Linked DNA regions of Pan troglodytes: regions 2 and 3 are each linked to region 1. Evidence: chromatin contacts called from public HiChIP or PLAC-seq data. All regions are on one chromosome and are shown on one strand. Each heading gives the region's core, a stretch centred on a gene start, on an enhancer-like site or on the middle of the called end of the contact. The rest is flanking DNA. Distances are from core to core; before and after follow the strand shown.

Evidence for each region. HiChIP or PLAC-seq counts read pairs in DNA pulled down with a chosen protein or histone mark.
Region 2: a contact with region 1 is called in an H3K4me3 HiChIP or PLAC-seq map of stem cell-derived excitatory neurons, with 4 times the contacts expected there. The contact joins the promoter of HSD3B7 here to the promoter of STX4 in region 1. A contact is called at or near these places in 1 of 7 Hi-C or Micro-C datasets (blood) and 1 of 1 datasets of contacts at active chromatin or transcription factors (stem cell-derived excitatory neurons).
Region 3: an H3K4me3 HiChIP or PLAC-seq map of stem cell-derived excitatory neurons shows a contact between it and region 1, with 5 times the contacts expected there. The contact joins the promoter of ZNF668 here to the promoter of STX4 in region 1. A contact is called at or near these places in 1 of 7 Hi-C or Micro-C datasets (stem cell-derived neural progenitor cells) and 1 of 1 datasets of contacts at active chromatin or transcription factors (stem cell-derived excitatory neurons).

The regions. Positions count from the first base shown.
Region 1 is chr18:35,059,157-35,062,781 of NHGRI_mPanTro3-v2.0_pri, forward strand. STX4 (syntaxin 4) reads left to right here and starts at 1,745. Exons shown (of 13, transcript XM_063797776.1): 1 at 1,745-2,344; 2 at 2,522-2,623; 3 at 2,735-2,834; 4 at 2,971-3,045; 5 at 3,481-3,551. The coding sequence starts at 2,315.
Region 2 is chr18:35,010,258-35,013,882 of NHGRI_mPanTro3-v2.0_pri, forward strand. It overlaps HSD3B7 (hydroxy-delta-5-steroid dehydrogenase, 3 beta- and steroid delta-isomerase 7), which reads left to right and starts at 1,577. Exons shown (of 7, transcript XM_009430679.5): 1 at 1,577-2,088; 2 at 2,466-2,633; 3 at 2,858-3,013; 4 at 3,232-3,340; 5 at 3,414-3,513. The coding sequence starts at 1,788. It overlaps SETD1A (SET domain containing 1A, histone lysine methyltransferase), which reads left to right. Exons shown (of 19, transcript XM_016929721.4): 18 at 426-563; 19 at 641-1,455. The coding sequence ends at 814.
Region 3 is chr18:35,099,992-35,103,616 of NHGRI_mPanTro3-v2.0_pri, forward strand. ZNF668 (zinc finger protein 668) reads right to left here and starts at 1,684. Exons shown (of 3, transcript XM_016929742.3): 1 at 1,553-1,684. It overlaps ZNF646 (zinc finger protein 646), which reads left to right and starts at 1,687. Exons shown (of 3, transcript XM_063797766.1): 1 at 1,687-1,774.

The DNA.
Region 1 (3,625 bases), core at 495-2,994:
CTCTGTGGGTTGATCAGGGCACCACTCTCCTACTAGCTGGGGTTTTTTTTGTTTTGTTTTGTTTTTGAGACGGAGTCTTACTCTGTCACCTAGGCTGGAGTGCAATGGCGTGATCTCAGCTCACTGTAACCTCCACCTCCCATGTTCAAGCAATCCTCCTGTCTCAGCCTCCCAAGTAGCTGGGATTACAGGCACCTGCCATCATGCCTGGCTGATTTTTGTATGTTTGTAGAGACAGGGTTTCGCCATGTTGGCCAGGCTGGTCTCCAACTCCTGGCCTCAGGTGATCTGCCTGCCTCAGCCTCCCAAAGTGCTGGGATTACAGGCATGAGCCACCACACCCTGCCTGAGCTGGGTTTTAACAGGAAGAGGAGAAGAGCCAAAACTCCTCACATAGAATCACACAGCACTTGAGAGTTTCCAACCTCATCATCACTGAAGTTTAGAGCAGCCGATACCCATAAAGATGATCTCCCCATCCCCCTACAGTTACCCACTGTGCAGAGGGAGATCCACACTTAGAGACAGGAAGCAATTTCCAGAAGTCCATAGCAACTCAGTCCCAGGAATCTAGGTTTCCTGACCAGGGCATAGCAGAAAGGGTCCATTCCTTTCCTTGCTTGTACCTTCACAGAAGCTTCCTGGACAGAGCCCTGGGGTCCAGGAGACCTGTTATTCATTCCCGGCTATGCTGAGACTTGCTGAGTGACCTTGGGGACTCCTTCTAGAGAATATAAGTTCCACGAGTGCAGGAATTTTTGTCTATTAGTCCTTGATGTATCTCCAGCCCTAGAACAGTGTTTGGCCCATACTATGTGCCCAAAAAATATCCATTAAATGACTGAATGTTGCTGTGCATGGTGGTGCATGCCTGTAATCCCAGCACTTTGGGAAGCTGAGGCAGAAGGATTGCTTAAGCCCAGGAGTTAGAGACCAGCTTGGACAACATAGTGAGACCCCATCTCGTAAAAATTTTTAAAAATAAAAAATGAGTGAATATCTAGATAGCCAGGATTAGAGAAGTGTCACAGTCAGAAAGCCTGAAGCCTAAAGAAGACCAAGGAACCAGGGGCTTTATCCTCAGATACATGAAAGCCTGAAATTCTGTCCACAAGTATTTATAGAGGGCCCGTAATGTTCTTGGTACTGAGCTAGGAACTCCCCAGATTCAGTTAAGAACAAAGTCATTACCTGGACTCAGATGCAAGGCAGGGGCTGGGGGGGTGTGAGTGGCAGGGAGGCAGCGTGATCAATACAAACACTTTTCTTAGCCTGAGCTGCCCTGACATGGTCTGACGGCTCACAAGGTGGTGAGTGCAGCCGGGCTGCAGTGTTCAAGGAGGGCGCCGGCTGGCCGCCCACCTGTCAGAGGCTGCGCCAGAAGGATGCGGAAGAAGAGATTTCTGCCTTGGCTGAGGTCACTTCCCACCCCCAGATTCCCTGCCCACACAACCCTGCAATTTTCTGACGCTGACGACTCGGATCCTATTATTTCCCGATTTTCAAGGTCCCATGATGCTGACAGCCCCAAATGCTAAGTCGTCAGTCCGCCCACGCCCCTGGACCCGAAAGCAATAAAGGCGAAGTCAGCAAGGGTCCTACCACCCACTGCCTCGAAAGGCCTCTGGGGGTGGTCGGCGCGCCCCTCCCCACCTCGCGGGGGCCGTGTGGGCGTCGCTCGGTCGTTGGGGTGCCGGGGACGTCGTGATGAGAACGGCGTCCCAGAGACGGCGGTGACAGAGCCGGGACACGTGACAGTCACAGGGTCACATTCTGCGGTCCACGAGTTTGGGACCGGGCTGGTCACGTGACGCGGTGGGGGCACCATGGGGTGATGTGAGATGCGGGTGTCTCGGATTACGTACAAATGACGTATTCCTACCCCTTTTGGCAACCACATCTCCGTTGGAAGATGCAACGGTTCCGGTGACGGTAGCAAGTTCTCGCGTCCAGGCATCTCCGCTTCCGCTCGGGGCGCAACAACTTCCGACTCCACCTTCCCAGCCTCGGGCAAGGAAGAGACGCGACCATGTGCGCATGCCCCGAATTTATCACGGAGGGGCGGGGCTGAGGCTGCGGGAGCTGGAGGGGGGAAGAAAAGGGAATTCCAACCTGTGGAACCTTGGGGGGTCCCCGGGGTCGGCGCCTTCCCATTGACTGTGGGCGGTGCAAGGGACGGAGCCTCTGGCGGCTCGTGGGGGTGTTGGGGTCCGCAGGGGGAGGGAGGGGAGTGTCAGAGTGTGAGCGGGGTACGGGAATTCCAAATTTGAGGGCCTCCCGGCTCTGGCGCCGGGGAGGGAGAGCTCAGGCCGCCATGCGGGACAGGACCCACGAGCTGAGACAGGTGAGACGCCAGAGCAGCGGGGATGGGGACGGGCGGACGAACTGGAACGCAGGACTTCTGGTCTTCGGGATAGGGAGGGGTGGCTGATGGCCAGGAAGGAAAGTCCCGGAAGCCTGTGGGTCCTGCGGGGTAAGAGCCGCAGCGAAACGGTGGTGCCAATGACTCCGGGCCTGGCAGGGGGATGACAGCTCGGACGAAGAGGACAAGGAGCGGGTCGCGCTGGTGGTGCACCCGGGCACGGCACGGCTGGGGAGCCCGGACGAGGAGTTCTTCCACAAGGTAAGGGGCTGGGGTCTCCGCCTGGATTCGCGAGGGTGTAGGAGGACCCGAGGAGTAGCGTGGTCTGGAGTACCCCATATCTCTTTCAGCCCTCTCGGTCACCCTCCCCAGGTCCGGACAATTCGGCAGACTATTGTCAAACTGGGGAATAAAGTCCAGGAGTTGGAGAAACAGCAGGTCACCATCCTGGCCACGCCCCTTCCCGAGGAGAGTGAGTGAAACCCCGGCTGCAGGGCGCATGCTCCGCCCCAGGGATTGTGGGGGTTGTAGTTCCATGCAGGTGGTGGCCAGAGTGGTTTGTTGAGGTGGGGGCTGCTGTTTGGGAGTCTTGGCCTTCTCTTATTCAGGCATGAAGCAGGAGCTGCAGAACCTGCGCGATGAGATCAAACAGCTGGGGAGGGAGATCCGCCTGCAGCTGAAGGGTGAGCTCCTGGGACCTCAGACAGATCCTTCCCTCTGATCCTGCCCTGTTGTTGGTATATCTGGGGAGTGTGTGGCCCAGAGAAGCCAGTGATATATCCAGGTCACACAGCAGGCCTGGGTCTAGCATCTCTGTCTCCTGGCCTCCAGGCCATTGTACTCTCCACAGCACAAGTCCGCCTCTCAGGTTCTTTTATTTACAATGAAACCATTTACTTACACAGTTATCGCTGCCCACTGGGCATTCTTTGGGCAGGGAGATGGAGTTTTGTTAGGTGGCCTCTGCATACCTATGGGAACTCAGTGATGTAATGCAAAGAAAAATAAACTTACTTTCTCCTCTTAGAGGCTCAGCCTTAGTCATTTTATGATAAATTATATTTCCCTAAAAATCCTATGGAGACAAGTACCCCCAATACCCCTGTGTCTTCCCACAGCCATAGAGCCCCAGAAGGAGGAAGCTGATGAGAACTATAACTCCGTCAACACAAGAATGAGAAAAACCCAGGTGGGTTTTTTTTCTCAGAAATGAGGACATTTCAGCAAATGTTTCATGAAGTATTAGATGACAGGTGTATGAAG
Region 2 (3,625 bases), core at 327-2,826, 49 kb before region 1:
TGGTGGCAGCCAACAGGTGCCTGTTTTGGAGAGAGGTCCAGGGAGGAGAGATGAGCAGGGTGCCATCGGTGACATGGCCAGTCATTTCAGGAGCTGCCCCAACCCCAGACTTGCCCCAGCAGTCCGGGACCCCACTGTGACCAGGCAGATGCTCGAAGGAGTCAGTGGCTCTCTTACCCAGTGCAGATTTCCCTGGAGTTCCCTGTGGGTGACTTAGAATGGCCACCAGAGGCTTAGGATGCTGCCCCAAAGAGGGAGGGCTCCTGGAAGCAGAGTCGAGAGAGTCAGTGCCGGGTTAGCAGGAGCTGGAGGCAGAGCTGCAGCTCCAGGCCTGGTGGGCGTGGACCTGGGGTGCTGGCTGGCAGGCGTGCTCAGGGGCAGGAAGTGGGGGACTCTTCCCTGACCATCGCATCTCACCCTGGCAGATGGTGGCCGACATGCGGGAGAAGCGCTACGTGCAGGAGGGCATTGGCAGCAGCTACCTGTTCCGGGTGGACCACGACACCATCATCGATGCCACCAAGTGTGGCAACCTGGCCAGATTCATCAACCACTGCTGCACGGTGCGCCAGGGGCCAGCCGGGGCAGGAGTTGGGGGTCGGTGGGGGTGGCCACGGCTCACACGCCCTTCCATCCGCAGCCCAACTGCTACGCCAAGGTCATCACCATCGAGTCCCAGAAGAAAATCGTGATCTACTCCAAGCAGCCCATTGGCGTGGACGAGGAGATCACCTACGACTACAAGTTCCCACTGGAAGACAACAAGATCCCGTGTCTGTGTGGCACGGAGAGCTGCCGGGGCTCCCTAAACTGAGGTGGGGCAGGATGGGTGCCCACACCCCTATTTATTCCCCCTGGTGCCCTGAGCTCCCAGCACCCCCCCAGCCTTAGTGGGCTCAGCAGGGCCCACATGCCCCCATCTCCAAGCGTGGGGTTGGGCGCCCCAAGTCCAGCGAGGGAGCCTCAGTCCCTGGAGGCAGCTTCTGCCTCTCTTGTCACCCCTGCCCACCACCCCCTGATTGTTTTTCTTTGCGGAGAAGAAGCTGTAAATGTTTTGTAGCAGCCAGCAGCTGTTTCCTGTGGAAACCTGGGGTGCCGGCCTGTACAGATTCTGTCCTGGGGGGCTACACAGTCCTCTCGCTTTGTGTTAATGGGGACTTCCCCTTATGCCCTGCGTGTACCCCTCCCCAGTTTAGGGGTCTCTGGGGCAGTGGCCATGTTCTCCCCCTGGGGGGGCTCTGCACCCCCAGTCCTGGGGACTCCGTGCCTGGAACCCTGCCTCATCTGTTCCTGCCAGACCCTGAGGGTCACCCTTCCACCCTGGTGTCACTCCCCGGCTCAGCCAGGCCAGGATGGCGGGGTGGGTCCCTTCTGCTGGGCTGGACTGTACATATGTTAATAGCGCAAACCCGACGCCACATTTTTATAATTGTGATTAAACTTTATTGTACAAAAGTGTTTGGTCGGTGTATTTGGGCAGGAGCAAGGGGTTGGGGGTAGAGGGCATGGAGGGTTGGGCAAGATGAAGAGAGGGAAAAGTGGGTACCTGAAGTGTGGGGCAGGTAAAGGGGCCTTCAGGCAAGAGCCCAGACCTGCAGAGACAGTCCGAGACTGTCTCGGACCCCCTGACAGGCTGCAGCAGCCGCACCCGCACCAGGAATACCCCACCAGTGCCCGCCAGGGTGGTGCCAAGGTCAGGCTTCCCCTTCCTACAATCACAGCTGCGGCTGGACCTCCGGCCTCCTGGGAAGCCCAGCAGGAGGGAAGGCCTGAGGTCACACTGTGGGATGAGGTCACCGCTGGCTCCACCCACAGCCCCAGACCCCTTCAGCCCACTCTGCAAGTTCGAGCTTCATCCCCACCAAGTTCTCCGCTGGACCCAGATGCCAGTGGAGCACAGAGCGGCCGCCAGGGGGTGCCTTGGGGCAAGAGTGGTGGGGGTTGTGGCTGGGCGGGTCTCTGTTCCTGGAATGGGGCAGGAGGGAGAAGGAGGAGCCAGCGGAAGGACGGTGTGCGGGCCGGCCAGCCCTGGACGAAAGAAGAGGGCCCCTCCGGGCCAGTCTGGGCACCCTGGGATAGCGGCCGCAGGTAGGATAGCGGCTGCAGGTAGGCAGAGGCACTGCCAGTGCCCAGGTGGCCTTTCCCTCCATCCGGCCCTTCCCACCTTCCTATAACCTTCCCTCCACCTCCCTCAACTCCTGGCCTCCCCACCCTTTTACTGCCTTCAAATCTCTCTCCCTAAACCCTGACCCCTTCCTGCACCCCAAGCCTGCCCCTCTCTCCATAACTCAGCCATCAGCAGGGGCAGACGGCAGGTGGCCTGGTTGCTGCAGCTCCCAGGATCAGCTCTGCCCTCCCCCCAAACGCCAGCCTCGTCACCGCTCCAGGGCACCTCCAGCAGTAACAGGTGGTTGCAGCAGGTGGCAGCCAGCCCCTGGATGAGCCAAGGTCTCTTCCCCAGCCAGGCATGGCCGACTCTGCACAGGCCCAGAAGCTGGTGTACCTGGTCACAGGGGGCTGTGGCTTCCTGGGAGAGCACGTGGTGCGAATGCTGCTGCAGCGGGAGCCCCGGCTCGGGGAGCTGCGGGTCTTTGACCGACACCTGGGTCCCTGGCTGGAGGAGCTGAAGACAGGTTCTTGTTGGGGGAGCTTGTGGTGGAGAGGGTGTGGACGCTTCCCCAACCCTTCCCAAGCTGGGATCCCCACCCCTGCAGTGGAACAGATGATGCTGGTTTCTGTCCACATGGATGGGTCGAGTGAGTCACATTGGGAACGTGACTCCAGGGTGGAAGATGAACCCAGCCTCTGGCCTCTGGCCCCAGCTCTGACATGGCCTGTGTCCTCCAACCCCGGCCAGGGCCTGTGAGGGTGACTGCCATCCAGGGGGACGTGACCCAGGCCCATGAGGTGGCAGCAGCTGTGGCCGGAGCCCATGTGGTCATCCACACGGCTGGGCTGGTAGACGTGTTTGGCAGGGCCAGTCCCGAGACCATCCATGAGGTCAACGTGCAGGGTGAGGAGCTCTGGACACTCCTGGCCATCTTGCCTGTTTGTTCCCCACTCTGTCTTTGGCCTTGACCTCCGGTGACTCCCCTGGGACAAGTTGTCCTATTGACAGCCCTGCCCCCGCCTCCCCTGACCTGTCATGGTTTTCCCTGGACCTGGGATGGGGAGGAGGAAGATGCAGAGAGGGAAGAAGCTGCAGCTTGGATATGCCCCCTCCTCTGCCAGGTACCCGGAACGTGATCGAGGCTTGTGTGCAGACCGGAACACGGTTCCTGGTCTACACCAGCAGCATGGAAGTTGTGGGGCCTAACACCAAAGGTCACCCCTTCTACAGGTGAGTGGCAGGCCCTCTTGTCCTCTAAGAGCCCATTTCCCTCAGCATTGAGTCTTCCTTCTCCTCCCACCAGGGGCAACGAAGACACCCCATACGAAGCAGTGCACAGGCACCCCTATCCTTGCAGCAAGGCCCTGGCCGAGTGGCTGGTCCTGGAGGCCAATGGGAGGAAGGTGAGCCCAGAAAAAGGAGGCGCAGAGATGGGGCTCCTGCCCTGCACACCCCCTTACCCTGCCAGCCCAAGGAGGCCGGGGCCGAGAGCAAGCTGTCGGGTCCCAGGTCTCA
Region 3 (3,625 bases), core at 434-2,933, 41 kb after region 1:
CCCAAACACCTGCTCTCTGAGCCCTGACTATTGCTTTGCTAGCATTACACATCTTATGGTTTGGCTGTTAATTCTTCATCACCAGCACCAGAGTCCAGGCTGGCAAAGGGCTAGGAAACCGATCATCTGCCTCCTCTACACCCAGAACCCTGTGTGGTGACCCAAAACAAATGGAAAGAACCAACCTCAGATGAAATTTGAACCCAGGTCTGTAGCCTCTGCCTCCTCCACAGTAGGAGTTTGTGAGAATGTCCACCAATAACTGCTTATTAACTAAATTCCTCCACCTTTCCAAGTCCACAAGGCCCAACTATTGCCCCAATATCCCACAGTGGGCTCCCTGTCGTGGCGATGAAGCCTTGCTTTGCCTCACTACTGGCTTAGGAAGGGGATGAAGTTCTGCTGTCTCACTAGGCAAGCAAAGATTCAATTTCCAAAAATCCTAGGCTAGGACCCTGGGGCAGGGATGAGGAGAAAAAGGAGGCACCTCAATCTTCCCATCTCTAAACAAGCAGTCACCACACAGGCCTCACGGCCAGGAGTGACGTAGTGAGCGGATGAACCCTGCAGAAGTGAGCGCTAATCATATTCTAGGCCTCCTACCGGGCCAGTTCACAACCTGATCCCAACCTACTTTTCCAGCCTCAGCTCCAGCGACAGAGTCCTCCTCCCGGCAGCGACCGAACCTCCAGCCACAATTCTCAATCCTCCACCTCTAGATGCAGTTTCCTGGGCTCGGGAGCCCTTGCCTGCCTTCTCCAACGGGAAAGCCCCTTTACATCCTTCAAGAACCCCCTTCCCTAGTGCCCTCAGGAATACTTAATGGCAGTAGAGAGGTAAGGGCCCCACGCCGCTCTGGACCTCAGTTTCCTCATCAGTAAAATGGGGTCCCTTAAGTTTGTGGGAGTTTGAAGGGCGGTGGGGCCTACGAAGCGCGCCGAGGAGCCGAGAGTTGCAGAAACCCGGAGCTCCTCGCTCCTCGCAACCGTCTGTACGCGGCGCCCCCGCCAGCCAGGCAGCCCCTGGAGGGCAGGACCCCGGTTATGAGCCTCAGAAAACGTGGCCTCGGAGGACGTGGCAAGGAGGACTGAACGAAGGATGAGGAGATGAACAAATGAATGGACGGAAGGCCGAATGAGGGACAAAGGCTTGCAAGATGGCGTTCTCTAGGACCGCGGGAGTGGTGGCCGGGCCTCAGCAGGGGAGGGGCCCGCCGGCGCCTAGGATCTTGCAGCGCGGGCCGCGCGGCCGGGACAAAAACCCGCAACATGGCGGGCTCTAGGACCCCCGGGACCACACCGCGCCGGGCCAGCAGCCGCGCGGGCCGAGCCTGGGTGTCCGCAGCCCAGAACCGCGGAGACAGCCGGCGGGTTCTAGGACCTGCTGGGCCCGCAATGCGCCCGGGGCCGCTCACAGCCCGCCCCGCCCGCGCTGCTCGCGCTGGGCCAACCCGGCCCGCCCTCGGCGCCCGCAGGGAAACTGAGGCCAGCTCGGATCGTGGCCGCGTGGGAGCTGCCCGGGGCCCTCGCGGCTTCCCGCCGGCGTTTCCTACCTGATGAGACTTGTGCTGACTCCGTGGCGTCGGCGTCGGCTCCTCGCACCGACGGAGCCCGGACCCTGCCAAACAGAGGCCGGCGCTAGGACCCAGCGGGGGGCGGGGAGGTGGGACCGGTGGCGCGGCGAGCGGAAGTGAGGGATCTTCCTCAGCTAGGAAGGAAGGGAAAGTTCCCGGGGAACCTCCAGCCTATGGCGGCAGAGAAGCATCTTGCAAGAGGTCTGTGTGTGTGCTGAGGCAAGGGGACGCCGGGCAGGCTGACGGTATACGCCCGCCTTGTGTTAGTCTGGGGCCAGGTCACCGGCAATGTCTTCAAGAACCAGAAGGTGGGAGGACAAAAAGGCCATGCTCAAGCTCTGCAAAACCTAAGTCCAATTATATTCCACAACATTTCCTTTAATAGCAAGGAGTGGGTTTCACGAAGTTTTCTCCATCTGCCTTGGGAAAAGTCCTCCAGAGAGCCCCACGAAAAGTGTCACCAAAGTACTGTGGCCAGGGCTGTAGAATCTTTTTCTCCCTTTCTGCGTCTATTCAATGTGCACCGGAACGATTCTAGCTGCTCTTGCCGGAAGTGTGGCTAGCATAGCGTGCAAAGACGCCGCGTTGTGACCTACGTGGGCGGAGTCAGCCGTGCAGACCTAGAACCTAGCGCCGGAAGTGTGTCTGCGTAAAACTGCGGCTCGGAGGCGGGACAGGCAGTGCTCCCGAAGCGGAAGTTTCGCGGGGAAGCTTTTGTACCTAAGGACACTTCCTGTTTCCTAGTAACAATAGGAAGTGTCCGCAGAGCTGGGGGTAGACTCCTGGCTCATGCCAGCTGCGCCCTCTTTTCTCTACCTCCTTCCTCTTCCCCCCTTCTCCTTTCCCTCTTTCCCTTCCCTCCCACCTCCCGGGAACCCTGGCTGAGTGTGCGTGTGTGGGAGCGCGAGAGCCCCCCGACAGCCACCCCTTGGGGCGCGCGGCTGCAGTTAGGGTAAGGGTCCCAGTGCGCAGGCGCGCTCTCGTTCGCGGTCCCCAACTGACGCGCCCGCGGCGGGAAGGAGAGGGGGCCGCCGGTGCGAGGTAGGCGTCTTGAGAGGAAATTGGCAGACGAGATGAGTGAGGTCAGAGGACTTCATTGGTGGTTGACTAGGGGAGGGGACTTTTGATCAAAGGGGCTTTGTGAGGTGAGAATTCCGGGGGCAGGTTCAGTGAAGGGGTTTACGGTCGGAAACAGTTGTACTGGGGTCCCATGGGAAGAAGAGTCAGAGTTGGAGAAGGACAAGACGATGTAGGAGGCATGAGAGAGCAAGGGCTTTGGGATGAAGACCGCCTCAGTCAGGGGGTTTGCTGTTACGTGAACTAGAATAACAGGCATTGCCGTGTGTTCTGAGGATTGAGTAACACAATGAATATAGTTAGCACAGTGCCTGGCACATGGTAATATAATACTCTTCATGAGTTGCTGTCATCATCAGTATTAAGAGAGGAGGCAGAAGAAAAAAATGAGAAAGACTGGTGAGGGTAAGATCAGGAGGCATGGGAGAGAAAAGGTAGGCAATGAAGTGACATTACAACCTGGTATTGATGTTATTCCCAAGATGGAAGATAGTTTGAGTTCAAGGGAAGTAGATAAAAGAAGTCGCTAAGAGAGTCTTTTGGGGTTTTTTGTTTTTTTGAGATGGAGTCTCGCTCTGTCACCCAGGCTGGAGTGCTGTGGTGGGATCTCAGCTCACTGCAACCTCCACCTCCCAGGTTCAAGCAGTTCTTCAGCCTCAGCCTCCTGAGTAGCTAGAATTACAGGTGCCCACCACCACGCCCGGCTAATTTTTGTATTTTTAGTAGAGACAGGGTTTCACCATGTTGGCCAGGCTGGTCTTGAACTCCTGAACTCAGGTGATCCACCAGCCTCGGCCTCCCAAAGTGCTGGGATTACAGGCGTGAGCCACCACGCCTGGCCCAGTTAAGAGAGTCTTAACTCTCTTAACTCTCTTGTCACAAGGAAAAGAGACCTTGTGACACTGAAATGACTCGGGGTGGTGGGGGAACAAGCCAGCCCTTTCCCTGAAGGAGGCCTCTAACCTCTCCTCTCAG